Linked DNA regions of Mus musculus: region 1 is linked to region 2. The links are chromatin contacts, called in public Hi-C maps. All regions are on one chromosome and are shown on one strand. Each heading gives the region's core, a stretch centred on a gene start, on an enhancer-like site or on the middle of the called end of the contact. The rest is flanking DNA. Distances are from core to core; before and after follow the strand shown. Region 1 overlaps Ninj2 (ninjurin 2). Region 2 overlaps Wnk1 (WNK lysine deficient protein kinase 1).

Region 1 (6,462 bases), core at 2,482-4,981, 160 kb after region 2:
GTGCCAGGTGGGGCTTTAGGCAAAAGAGCAGAGCTTCCAACGGGCCCAGCTGCATTCACCTGATGGAGCTGATCCTGTGTTTTGGGGAGTTCAGCTCTAAACATCTGCCCACCCTTGTCAGATAGGGAAAATAGACACACAGGATGAGGAGTGTCAGCGGCTAGAGACGGAAAGAAGTCAAAGAGGACTGTAGCCGATAGCCACAGTGATATTAGGATGAAGGGATAGAGACGGGGACAGAAAGAGTCCTGCACTAGGAGTCAACCGGGGCTCATACGCTGACTAATGCTGGTGGCATAACCTTCATGCTCATCCATCATTTTCTTCATTAAAAAAAAAAAAGGAGAAGTTTAAAGGAATCAGAGTGTGAGAGCACATGCTTGAGAGTTCCAGTGCTTGGGAGACTGAGGCAGGAGGATTGTTGTGAGTTTCAAGCTAGCCTGGGCTCAACTTATAAAGAAAATAAAAGGGAAGGCAAGGGGGGAGGGGTAAAGAAGGGAAGGGAAGAGAAGGAAGGGAAGAGGAGGAAAAAAGGGAAGGAGGGAGGGGGAAGGACAGGAAGAGGGAGGAGGAAGGGGAAAGGGAGGGGAAGGGAAGGGAGGGAGAAGGGAAGGAAGGGTGGATACCATACTCAATGAAAGAGGACTTACAAAAGCAGAGGCAGCTCGTGTGCATCTCTGTGGCCTCTGGTTCATGATCTAGGGCTTTCTTTGCACAAATGGTACCTCTTTGGTAAGTGTTGTTCAGATCAATTATTTAAAACAAAATAAGAGGCTGGGGTGTCCCTCACTGGTAAGGAGCCTTCTTAGTTCACTGGTAAGGAGCCTTCTTAGCTCACTGGTAAGGAGCCTTCTTAGCAAGCAAGACACGGGGCCCAATCCCCATTACTGCAGGGAGAAGAAAAAGCAAAAGCAGAAAGGAAGGATTGAGGGGCTGGAGGGGGCTCTGTGGCAGAACACAAGCTGAGCCCGTGCAAGGCTCTGGGTTCCATTCTTAGCTGCAAGACAACACAAAGTCCCTGGGTCACCTGGTTCCCTTTGCTTCTCAGGGCACAGAGAGAGATCCAGTGAGGAACAGGACCTTGCCTAAGGTTGCACAGGACAGCCAGAAGACAGAACATAGAAAGCGCCCATGCTGTGACAGATGCTCAGAAGTCACTCAGCTCCAGTGCCCTTCCTTTCTAACTGACAGCACCTTTCTAACTGATAGCACCATGAGTGAGTGGGTGGGTCCTCAGCTTTCCCCACAGCTTTTTGTTTTTTCTTTTCAAGGCACTGGAATCAAACCCAGGACCCTGGCTGTGCTAGGCAGGTGCTCCTGCTGCAGCATATACCCAGGACCCCAACTGTGCTAGGCAGGTGCTCCTGCTGCAGCATATACCCAGGACCCCAACTGTGCTAGGCAGGTACTCTTCCTGCTGCAGCATATACCCAGGACCCTGACTGTGCTAAGCGGGCACTCTCCTGCTGCAGTATATTACCAGGACCCTGACTATGCTATGTGGGCACTCTCCTGCTGCAGCATATATCCAGGACCCTGACTATGCTATGTGGGCACTCTCCTGCTGCAGCACATACCCAGGACCCAGACTATGCTAGGCGGGCACTCTTCCTGCTGCAGCATATACCCAGGACCCTGACTGTGCTAAGTGGGCACTCTCCTGCTGCAGTATATACCCAGGACCCTGACTATGCTATGTGGGCACTCTCCTGCTGCAGCATATACCCAGGACCTTTTTTCACTTTTTATTTTGAGACTGTTGTCTCACTAAACTGCCCAGGCAGGCCTTGGAAGTGTGACTCTCCTGTCTCAGTTTCCCAAGTAGCTGGTATTACAGGCCTTGCTACCAGGTCTGGATGACGCCTCTGTTCTTGCCCCCATTCTGTACGGCCTCTGAGTTACTTAGCTGAAACCAAGCTGCTAATTAAGACCGGAGTGGGGTTTACTAGTGGGAGCGACTGTTGGCATCTTGCCCACCACACTGCCCCTGTGTTGTGAATTGAGCAGCTTGGTTAGCACTCTGGGCTGAGACTATCTGGATTTGAATCCCAGTTCCACAGGGGTTGTGCTTTGGGTCATAACCGTCCCCCAAAGAACGTGTACAAAAGGCTTAGTCATCAGTCCATCATAGCAGAACATTTAGGAGGAATCTGTGACATCGAAAAGGACAGTGGGACCCTGACCCCTTGCTCTCATTTTGCTCCCAGGCCTCCATAAAGTGAGCAACCTTGTAACATCTGTACCTCACAGTGATGTGTCCAATGTGACAAGATCAAGCCATGGGGGGCTGACACCTCAGAAGCCATGAGCTCAACGTAATCTTTCTTCCTCTCGAGTCATCTTGCAGTATCTGTCATGGTGATGAAAACTGACAGACATTAATTAACACATGACCGTCTCTCCTCTCAGACACTTCAGCTTTCCCTGTGATATGGGAAAATGCATTTGCCCCCAAGAAGTTGTTCTGAAATTTAAATGGATTAGAATATATATTTTAGGGGTTGGAGAGATGGCTCAGTGTTTTAAGAGCACAGCTCTTCCAGAGGTCCTGAGTTCAAATCCCAGCAACCACATGGTGGCTCACAACCATCTGTAATGGGATCTGATGCCCTTTTCTGGTGTGTCTGAAGATATAAAGACAGCTACAGTGTACTTACATATATAAAATAAACTCTCTCTCAGTGCCTAAGAGATGGCTCAGTGGTTAAGATCACTGACTATTCTTCCAGATGACCCAGGATTAATTCCTAGCACCCACATGGTAACTCATAACTCCAGGATCAGGCACCCTCATGCAGACATACATTCAGGCAAAACAGCAATGCACAGAAAATAAAAATAGATTTAACAAAATCAGATAGTGATTGTTCCCTCTCCATTTCACACCCCCCCCCACGTGTGTGTGTGTGTGTGTGTGTGTGTGTGTGTGTGTGTGTGTGTGTTACTAGGGGCTGAATTTAGGATTTCACATATGATAGGCAGATACTTCATTATGGAGTCATACCCTTGGCCCTCTTTATAATTTCCATTTTGAGACGAGACCCTTTAATCCTACTGCTTCGACTTCATTAGTAGCTGGGATTGCAGGCCGGACCTAGTGCAGTCTTAAGTGTTCAGTATGCTTTGAAGTTTGTGTTTGACTGTTGCTACACTGGTGGCTCCAGAGTTGACACTGAGCCTTCATGAGGACAGACATTCAATGGTAGAGTTTGTTACTGATGAATAATGTAAGATTCCAATGATACTTTAAAGGACTCTCACATGTATAATTTGAGAGTGCTGGGGTCTTCTTCTTCTTCTTCCTCCTCCTCCTCCTCCTCCTCCTCTTCCTCTTCCTCCTCCTCTTCCTTCTTCTCTTCTTCCTCCTCTTATTTTCTTAGTCACAGCACATGGAGGGCTGAGCTGGGGCTTCAGCTGTCCACAAGTCCATTTCCTCTTGCCTGTACCATCGTTACAATTCCGCCTCCCATTCTAATGTGCTCATGTTGAAATGGGGGTGGCACCCACAGCACAAAGGCTGTGGCTGACTGCCAAAGGACCTCAACCAGGAAAAGTGGTGGGAGGCAGCCAGCTCCTGCCAAGAATGGGAATGTGATTTCCTATCCCACCCCCACAGGGGCCCCCAGCCTCCTTTCTGCCCACTTCTCCTTTCCCCTAGTCCTGTAGGCCACAGGTTTCTGTCTGAAAAAGCGATTAGCAGCGACTAACTCAGCCTGTCTCCTCCTGCCAACTTCCTGAGCACAGGGGCAGAAGGCTCTCTCTGCCAAGAAGAGAGCCTTAGCCCAGCACCCAGCCTGTGTCAGCGGGATGTTGACAGTCATTGGTCATTTATTCACAGCCAACTGCCACACTTGAGAGGTGATTTTATTTAATGGTTGCCAGCCAGGGATACCTGACCTGACTAACCTGCTGGGTTCCTGCATAGCGCTGAAGCCTCGGCTGATACAATGTGTTTTCTGCCCTTTTAGTCCTGTGCTTGCTTTAGTAATGTGGTACAGGGCTGCTATTGATCCCATGGTTCAAGCTCTCCTGCAGCCCCAGGATGGGCTAGGTGGGGGGTCGGGTAGGAGTGGTTAAGTGAGATAACTGTGAACTTTAGATTCCCCTACCTTTACCTCCCTAAAGCTGGGATTATAGGTATGCACCATGATGCCTGGTGCGTGCTTAGGGTCAGCTATCTCTAGTATGCCCAGCATGCTACCTTGAAAAGCAGGTGTAGCACACTGCTTCTCAGACTTTAATAGATATACAGGTGACCTGGAACCCTAGTTGCTCCTATAATGCAGGTACTAGGGGTTGGAGAGTTGGCTCTGCGGTTAAGAGAAACTTACACTCTTTCAGAGGACCCAGGTTTGGTTCCCAGCAGCTACATAAGTGACTCACAATCATCAATACTCAGTTCCTGGGGATCCGATGCCCTCCTCTGACCTCTGGGAACATCAGGCACACATGTGGTGCACAGATACACATGCAGGCAAAGTACCCACGCTCCTAAAATAGAGTAAGCAAATCTAAAAACAAAGTCAGGTTCTTCAGCTCAAGTGTGAGGCTCAGTGGCCGAGGGCCCATCCAGTGTGTGCAAGGCTGAGTTTCAGCCCAAGCCTTGAAACAAAAAGGGGACAAGGGGACAATATTCTGATTGGCTGGGTCTAGGGGGAGGCCAAGAGCATTTGTAATAAACGCTCTGGTAACGCTGCTTCAAGTTGCTTGAATAAAAAAGGTTTCTGGAGAAATCGTGGTTAAAATCCACTGGGGGAACTGTGAAGTCGGGAGGATTTGTTGTAGAAAGATGGGGTGTCATAAAGCCAAAGGGTGAGAGTGTAACTGGGCTTCATAAAGATTTGAAACCAGGGGTTCTCATGACCACAGACCTTTCTTAAAAAGAAAAGAAAAAAATGTGTGTGTGTGTGTGTGTGTGTGTGTGTGTGTGTGTGTGTGTAGGTGAGAGGACAACTCTTGGGAGTGGGGTCCCAGGGATTGAACTCAGGCCATCAGACTAAAGGGCAAGTGCCTTTACATGTTGAACAATCTCACTAGACCCACAGGATCCTCTTGGTCAGTGTTCCATGTACTTAACTCAAGGCCTAGTTATCCCGGCCCCACCCCTGGAATGCCCCGCCCCTGGGATGCCCCACCTCTCCTCACCTCCTTTTCTCTTTTCCCTCAGATCTCCTCAGTGACAAGGTGATTCTGTCCAGAGTCCTGTAGGTTGCATGTCTTGCCTTCTCTTGGTTTGCCCTGGTTCTGTGATGCCCTTTAGTAATTCCCTATGGCAGCAAGCAAAGGCAACGCAGTGTTTGCGTGCTGGGGTAAATGAAGTCACCCGTACCCTCAGCTTCTAGTGAGGCTGCGGTTACACCAACACCAGGCTTCTGTCCTTTGCGCTGGTTCTCAACCCGTGGGTTGCAGGGTCACATATCAGATAGCCTGCATATCAACTATTTGCATTATGATTCGTAACAGTAGTAAAATGACAGTTATGGAGTAGCCACAAAATGATTTTATGCTTAGGGGGTCACCACAACATGAAGAATTGTATTAAAGGGTGGCAGCATTGGGAAGGCTGAGACCCACACTGGTCTGTGTGTCTCACGTCTGAAAGCTTTTAGATTCTTCTCACCTCCAGTTCTAAAAGGTCACCATAACGCACCTTGGGGTAGGCACATCTTTTCTAACTCACAGTAATGCATAGTTGGCCAGGACTTTACACTTAAAAATGTGTGTTCTCTGCTCTAGGGGAAAAAAAAATCTAAGTCACGTTTAAAAGTCTGAATTATCTTGCCCTTTCTTTCTCAGTTCATCTTATCTGGAATTCCTGTTGTTGGGCTCTTCAGCCTTGTGAGTGGAGTCTTTCATTTTCTTAAACTTTGTATCTAACTGCCCCTTGTCTTTATCTCTGTTTTCCTTTTTTGTGAAAATTTGGTTTTCTTTTAAGACAGTGTCTCACTGTGGAGCTCAGGTTGGCCTTGAACTTGAGATCTTCCGGTCCTACTCCCATCCCCAGTAACTGGAATTATGGCCTTGTGCTACCAGTTCCAGTTCTAGCTAGTCTTTCTGGCCAGATACCTGTCTGGATCCATACTGGAGTAGGGAGGAAACCCCAAAAACCCAATTTCTAGAACGATAATGGAGGAGAGAGGGCACTGCTTAGATTGTAGACTTTGGGCCAGGTGCCTCCAACTCTGTCCACTACCACACACCTGCTCCTGTCTCACGTCCCACGTCCCTTCTCAAACCACCAGGGGAAAAAAAAAAAAAGACCAGCATCCTCCCCTTGATTGCTTAAGACAGGGTGTCAGGTAGCCCAAGTTAGTGTGAACATTTTATGTAGCTGAGGATGATCTTGAATTTCTTATCCTCCCGCCTCTACCTTCTAAGTTTTGAGATTCCAGATGTATATCACCAAGCCTGACCAGGGCCAGTGTGACACAGTCATAGTGTGCAGGGTTTGTCCACATCTTA
Region 2 (6,303 bases), core at 1,610-4,109:
GCAAGATTTTGCTGAAAGGACCCTGCTGTCTCTTGTGAGACTATGCCAGGGCCTAGCAAACATAGAAGTGGATGCTCACAGTCAGCTATTGAATGGACCACAGGGCCCCCAATGGAGAAACTAGAGAAAGCACCCAAGGAACTAAAGGGAACTGCAACCCTATAGGTGGAACAACAATATGAACTAAGCAGTACCCCGGAGCTCTTGTCTCTAGCTGCATATGTATCAAAAGATGGCCTAGTCGGCCATCACTGCAAAGAGAGGCCCATTGGACTTGCAAACTTTATATGCCCCAGTACAGGGGAATGCCAGGGCCAAAAAGGGGGAGTGGGTGGGTAGGGGAGTGGGGGGGTGGGTATGGGGGACTTTTGGTATAGCATTGGAAATGTAAATGAGCTAAATACCTAATAAAAAATGGGGGAAAAAAAAAGAAAAGAATTACCCATAGTATCTTTAGCTGCTCCAGTATTCATTTCTGGTTGTGTCTTCATAGTTTTTTAGTGGGTACATTATTTAACTATGAAATCATCTGTCTAGTTACTTTTCTGTTGCCATAACAAAATACCATCACCAAGGCAACATATTAAGATATATTTAATTGGGCTTACAGTTTCAGAGAGTTAGGGGCCATGATGGTGGAGCAAAGACATGGCACCAGACACATCTGAGAGCTTACATCCTAATCCACAAGTATTAGACAGAAAGACTAGAAGTCTAGCTCAAGGCCTGCCACCTCTCCCAACAAGACTATACCTCGAATCCTTCCCAAATAGTTCCATCTACTGAACCAAGTAGTCAAGTACATGGGCCTGTGAGAGTCATCCTCATTCAAACTACCTTTGAAAACTTATCTGTACATAGTGTGACCATCAATGAACTATGAAAATGTCCATGGAAATTTCATTTGGGTTCACTTATGGCATATCTTTTGGCCTGAGTTTCCTGCACTAGCTAGGCAGCAGAATTTACAGTAGAGAATATATATTATTAATTTATTATTGTACATGAGATAATGATAGACATGAGTACAAAGTACAGGCATTGATAGCAACTTGGAGAGGAGAATGGGGCAAAGAGGAGAGGAGTATTTTTCAGAGACTTTTCTTTCATCCAAAGGGCCAAAGCTTTTTGTAGTTTTTACTGATTGGAGTGCCACCTTTATTTAGCTTTTTATGGACAATTACATTTTTTAACATGGGTTATATTCTAATCTTTCTCTCTACCAGCTGTCACTTTGTGAATACAAAACTAGTATCCATTTTCACGTGTACCATATTTATATAATGGTGATTTGTCGTCCCTTATTATTTTATTGGGGATTACCCTTTCCTACTGATTCTTAGATATATACTAAAACAACTTATGTTAAATTCCCCATTGCATTTCACAGGTGGCGAGCAGCCAGTTCACATGCAACCCTTTGCTTGTACCAAAAATGTTTCTCTATAGTTTTGTTTTGTTTGAACAGGTCTCATTTAGTTGGCCTTTAACTTACTATGTAGCTGGGCCTGGCCTTGAACTCCTGATTCTGCCTACATCTTCCAAGTGCTAGGATTACATGTGAACTTCAAACTAGACTTTCAATATCGTTTTCATTTGCTTGTTTTAAGATAGTGTCTCGTGTAGCCTGGACTGGCCTCAAACTTCCTAAATACCTGTAAATGAACTTGCTTGAACTTTTTGCAACCTCTGAAGAACTGAGATTTCAGCTATACCAACACACCCAGTTTATGTGGTATGGCTGAATGAACCCAGGATTTTGTATTTTGTGCATACTAGTTAAGAACCAATTGATTCTGAGTTACACTCTAATATAGTTGTTGTTTCTTCTATTTCTTCTTCCTTTCCTCTTCCTTCTCTTCTTCTTCCTGGTGTGTAGTATCTGTAATCAACTCTAGCACTCTGGAGGCAGAAGCACATGTACTGCTTAATTCTAGGCCCATCTGGGGTTCCATAGCAAGTTCCAGATCAGCCAAGGCTACATAATAAGAGTATGTCTCCTATGGCTCTGGCATCATAATGCTCAGCTCTTACTTTACTTTTTAACATTTTTCATTACTTTTACATTTATTTGTTTCTTTGTTTAGGTTTTCTGAAGACAGGGCTTCTCTGTAATACTGGCTCCTAGCATCCATAATAAAACAGCCCACTACAGCCTGTAACTTCAGCTCTAAGGAATCTATCACCCTCTTCCCCACTACAAAGACTCCCATATGGCATACACTCACAGATATACACATTTATACATGAATTAAAAAAATAAATCGTGAAAACTTCCTAGTAGATTCATTAATTTTATGTATGTTTTTGCCTGTGTATCTGTGTGTGTACCACATGCAAACTTGGTGGCCACAGAAGTCAAAAGGTGTTTGATCCCTAGAACTGGAATTATACATGTTTGTAAACTACCACAGCCATGCTGAGAATCAGATATGGGTCCTCTGCAAAAGCAACAAGTGCTCTTAACCAATGAGTGCTCTAGCTCAATAGTCATGACTTTAAAAAACAAACAAACAACAAACAAATAAATAAGCAAGGAAGATACAAGTCAAACCATTGTAACGTGACAGACTGCTGACAAGCAACTAGGTATCTGTATCATTGAAAAGACTTTCAAGGTGTAGATAGACATACAACTATCACACAACTTTCTTTAAACCACTCAAGTATTTATCAAGTTTCAGACACTGTGCTACAAAGTAAAGTAGTAGAAGAAGCAGGTATATGAATAAGGAGCTTGAATGAATATCATCATACCCATCATCATCTTCATCCTCTCCAAGAGAGATGGAGATGACTCTCAGTGGTTAAGAGTGCTTGCAGAGGATCTGAGTTCAGCTTTCAGCATCCATGTCTAGTGCTTCCTCTGTTAATCTCATTTTAACCACTAGAGGGCAACCTTGACATTGATTTCTACTTCCTAAACTGCTCAATTTTAAAAATATCAATCAATATGACTTAAAATTAACTAGGTTTATTCAGCAACAAACTCATCCCAATAGCTACCAATAAATAATAACCTTATTATTTTATATACAAGAAGATTTTGTGGGTAGTAAAAACACATTGGTTGAAAGGATTATTTCTGTCATAGTAGACTAAACAACAAAAGTAAATATAAAACAAGAGATTTCTAGAAAATATTGATTGACTTACGTCTTAAGTGTTCCAGATGTCATTAGTTCAGTCACTAAAACAATGCATTTTTTCCCTTTTACTGTGGATTCCCAGGAATCATAGAATCGAACAATGTTGGGATGTTGAAGACCCTTTAACATTTCAGCCTCTTCTTTGAATCTCTGCCTTTCAGATTTTGTTAACTTTCGATCCTAAAAGGCAAAAAACAAAACAATGTGATTTAAAATGATAAAACACAAGTCACATAGCTATATTAGGATGCTAAATAAGCTGGTCAAGATGGCACATGGTGACAATCTCAGAAGTCAGGTAGCCCCAATGAGGCAGCAAGACTAAGTTCAAAACTTGTCTAAGCTGGGCGTGGTGGCGCACGCCTTTAATCCCAGCACTTGGGAGGCAGAGACAGAGATTATATTTTAGACATTAGAGATTATATTTAGATTTCTGAGTTCGAGGCCAGCCTGGTCTACAAAGTGAGTTCCAGGACAGCCAAGACTATACAGAGAAACCCTGTCTCGAAAAACCAAAGGGGGGGGAAAAAAAACTTGTCTAAATAAAATACGCCGGGCATGGTGATGCGCACCTTTAATCCCAGCACTTCTGAGGCAGAGGCAGGCAGATTTCTGGGTTCGAGGCCAGTCTGGTCTACAAAGTAAGTTCCAGGACAGCCAGGGCTATACAGAGAAAACCTGTCTTGAAAAACCTAAATAAATAAATCAATAGAAATGTGCTAATTATACGTTAATGATAAATAGCATTAAAATGAAACAGAAACACTAATAAAAGTCATTTGCGTGCCTTAAGAGTTGGAGAACACAGCCGGATGGTGGTGGCACACGACTTTAATCCCAGCACTTGGGAGGCAGAGGCAGGCAGATTTCTGAGTTTGAGGCCAGCCTGGTCTACAAAGTGAGTTCCAGGACAGCCAGGGATACACAGAGAAACCCTGTCTCGAAAAACCAAAAAAAAAAAAAAAAAAGAGTTGGAGAACAGAGTACTGTATCTTTAAGGAAAATGGATTATAAAGTGATGCTTGAAATTATTTATCATTAGTATCAATGTCAAAAATATAATCTCATTCCATAAAATACAGTTAACTTGTCACTTCCAAAATAAGTCAATAATTGTTAGAAACAGGCGATTAATGTCACAGAATAGTTATAGGCAAAGACTTAATAATCAGAGCTATATAGAAAAAAACATATCTTAGGTAAAAAACAAAAACAGTTAAATGATATATATCTTTGTATTAATTAGAACTTTCTATGAATATGCTGTATAATCTAACAAAATTGTTATCATAATCAAGCAATCTAGTAAGTATGCTTTCACCAGGTGTTAAGTTCTTGGTGCCTTTACAGGAGCTAATTTACTTCCTATCTGAGATGAAGAATCCAATTTGGCTTTATAGTTTGTTAAAGTCCATACACGCAATGTCTTGATTGTTCTGTTTATTAAAATGGAAACTATCTTTAGTCACTCTCAGTATAGATATCTCAATGTAGTATTGCCAGCAAAACTAAAAGTGATTTAATATTACAATGTTTTAGCAAAAAGAAGTGATTTTAATATTATACACCTAATTTAAACTAATTTAAAATCCTTTGGGTAACTAGAATGGACCCTCGTTTCTACTCCTTAACCTTAAATGAACACTATCATAAATTTAGGTATAAGAATCATTGGTTTTTATACTTTGCCAAAAAAAAGAAAGAGAAAAAAAGAACATATCACAGTTTATATATTACCTACTAAGGAATCTTTAGGCACTTAGTCATTTGTTGCTTCTCCAATACCCGAAATAAGGTTATACTGTTAAATTTTTTTGGCTTGTATATATAACTATTTACAGAACACTGGGGCTTTTGTTTAGATATGATCTCTCTACATAACCCTGGCTGTTCTGGAACTAATTATGTAGTCCAATCTGACATTTAACTCAGAGATGTACCTGCTTCTACATCCTGAGTGCTAGGATTACAGGCATGTGCCACCAAGCCCAGCTTAGACACTTTCTCATAGGATTCACAAAATTCTTCATTTATAAACTTACAGGACTAGACAGATGGCTCATTAGTTAAGAGTAGTTGTTGGTCTTGCAGAGACCCCAAGTTCAGTTACCAGCACCAATATAATAGCATACAAGCATCCATAATTCCAGAACCAGGGATACTAATGCACATTCTTCCAACCTCCTCTAGCACCAGGCATGTACACTCTCATTTACATACATAAAATAAATCTAAATATTTTAAAGATTTACAGACTTGCACAAATATTATTTTCATTAGCTTTGAATTAAGACTTGCCATTTCTTAATTATGAATGTAAACATCTAACAGTATTCTGTATTACCTACAATTTTTAATCACTGTTGGACTTAATCAAATAACAAATAATTATAGATATCCCAAAATGCCACTGATTAATCACTACTTGGAAATTACCATAGCTATTAGATCTTGCACTACATCATAGAATCTATTAGTGATATATACAATGCCACTTCTAAAAAAAATGATACTTTGATAACTAATACAATGCCACTTCTAAAAAAAAGATACTTTGATAACTAAAGCAACTTCTTTTCTGCTCTTCTGTGCTTTTGCTATGGTCTAAGTGATTCACATTAAAATTTTAGCCTCAAAGATATTAGGAGGTAGACTCTTTAGGTAGTGACTTTATAAGGGGGCGGGGACTTCAGGGAAGAAATTAATCTCTTCATCCTGTTCCACCATGTGAGGATGCAACAAGAACATGATACAAGTTCTCTGAGGCACAGTAAGTACTGACCAGACATGGCAAGTTGACCGAGAACTTCCCAGTTACCTAAACTATGAAATCTTTTCTATTATTTATAAATTAATGTCATCTAAGTACATTATAGTAGCCTATGCAGTCTAGATATTTACTTATGTCTGAAGGTTACCACTGCTACACATGCTCAAGAGCACATGTGGTAGTTATCTACAACACATCAACTTTGTCAATTTGGTGAGTGTAAAACCAATCAGTGCCATTAATCTGCTTCAAAAAACCTTTTACTTTTCTGAGAGGGTCTTATATTGCTTGGGGTGTGTGTGTGTGTGTGTGTGTGTGTGTGTGTCTGTGTGTGTGTGTGTGTGTGTATCCCCAGATAATTTTGAAATTGCAGCCCTATCTCAG

What was found. Hi-C and Micro-C count contacts between places; a contact is called where the count stands out from the background.
Region 1: a Hi-C map of bone marrow-derived macrophages shows a contact between it and region 2, with 25 read pairs. The contact joins two enhancer-like sites. A contact is called at or near these places in 1 of 15 datasets of contacts at CTCF or cohesin (large pre-B cells), 1 of 484 Hi-C or Micro-C datasets (bone marrow-derived macrophages), 5 of 115 datasets of contacts at active chromatin or transcription factors (the HPC-7 cell line, embryonic stem cells, intestinal villus epithelium and 2 more) and 3 of 9 other capture datasets (adipose tissue, embryonic stem cells and liver).

What each region holds. Positions count from the first base shown.
Region 1 is chr6:120,155,735-120,162,196 of GRCm38.p6, forward strand. All of the region lies in intron 1 of Ninj2 (ninjurin 2), which reads left to right. Among named protein-coding and RNA genes, the nearest start is that of Gm25327, 15 kb to the left of the region's middle. Within about 2 kb of position 3,732, at least 133 of the 459 cell types and tissues checked have an H3K27ac peak or open chromatin away from gene starts, as enhancers often do. A contact at or near this core is called in bone marrow-derived macrophages, where this site is marked.
Region 2 is chr6:119,999,037-120,005,339 of GRCm38.p6, forward strand. It overlaps Wnk1 (WNK lysine deficient protein kinase 1), which reads right to left. Exons shown (of 28, transcript NM_001199084.1): 2 at 3,157-3,329. Among named protein-coding and RNA genes, the nearest start is that of Mir706, 32 kb to the right of the region's middle. Within about 2 kb of position 2,860, at least 2 of the 459 cell types and tissues checked have an H3K27ac peak or open chromatin away from gene starts, as enhancers often do. A contact at or near this core is called in bone marrow-derived macrophages, where this site is marked.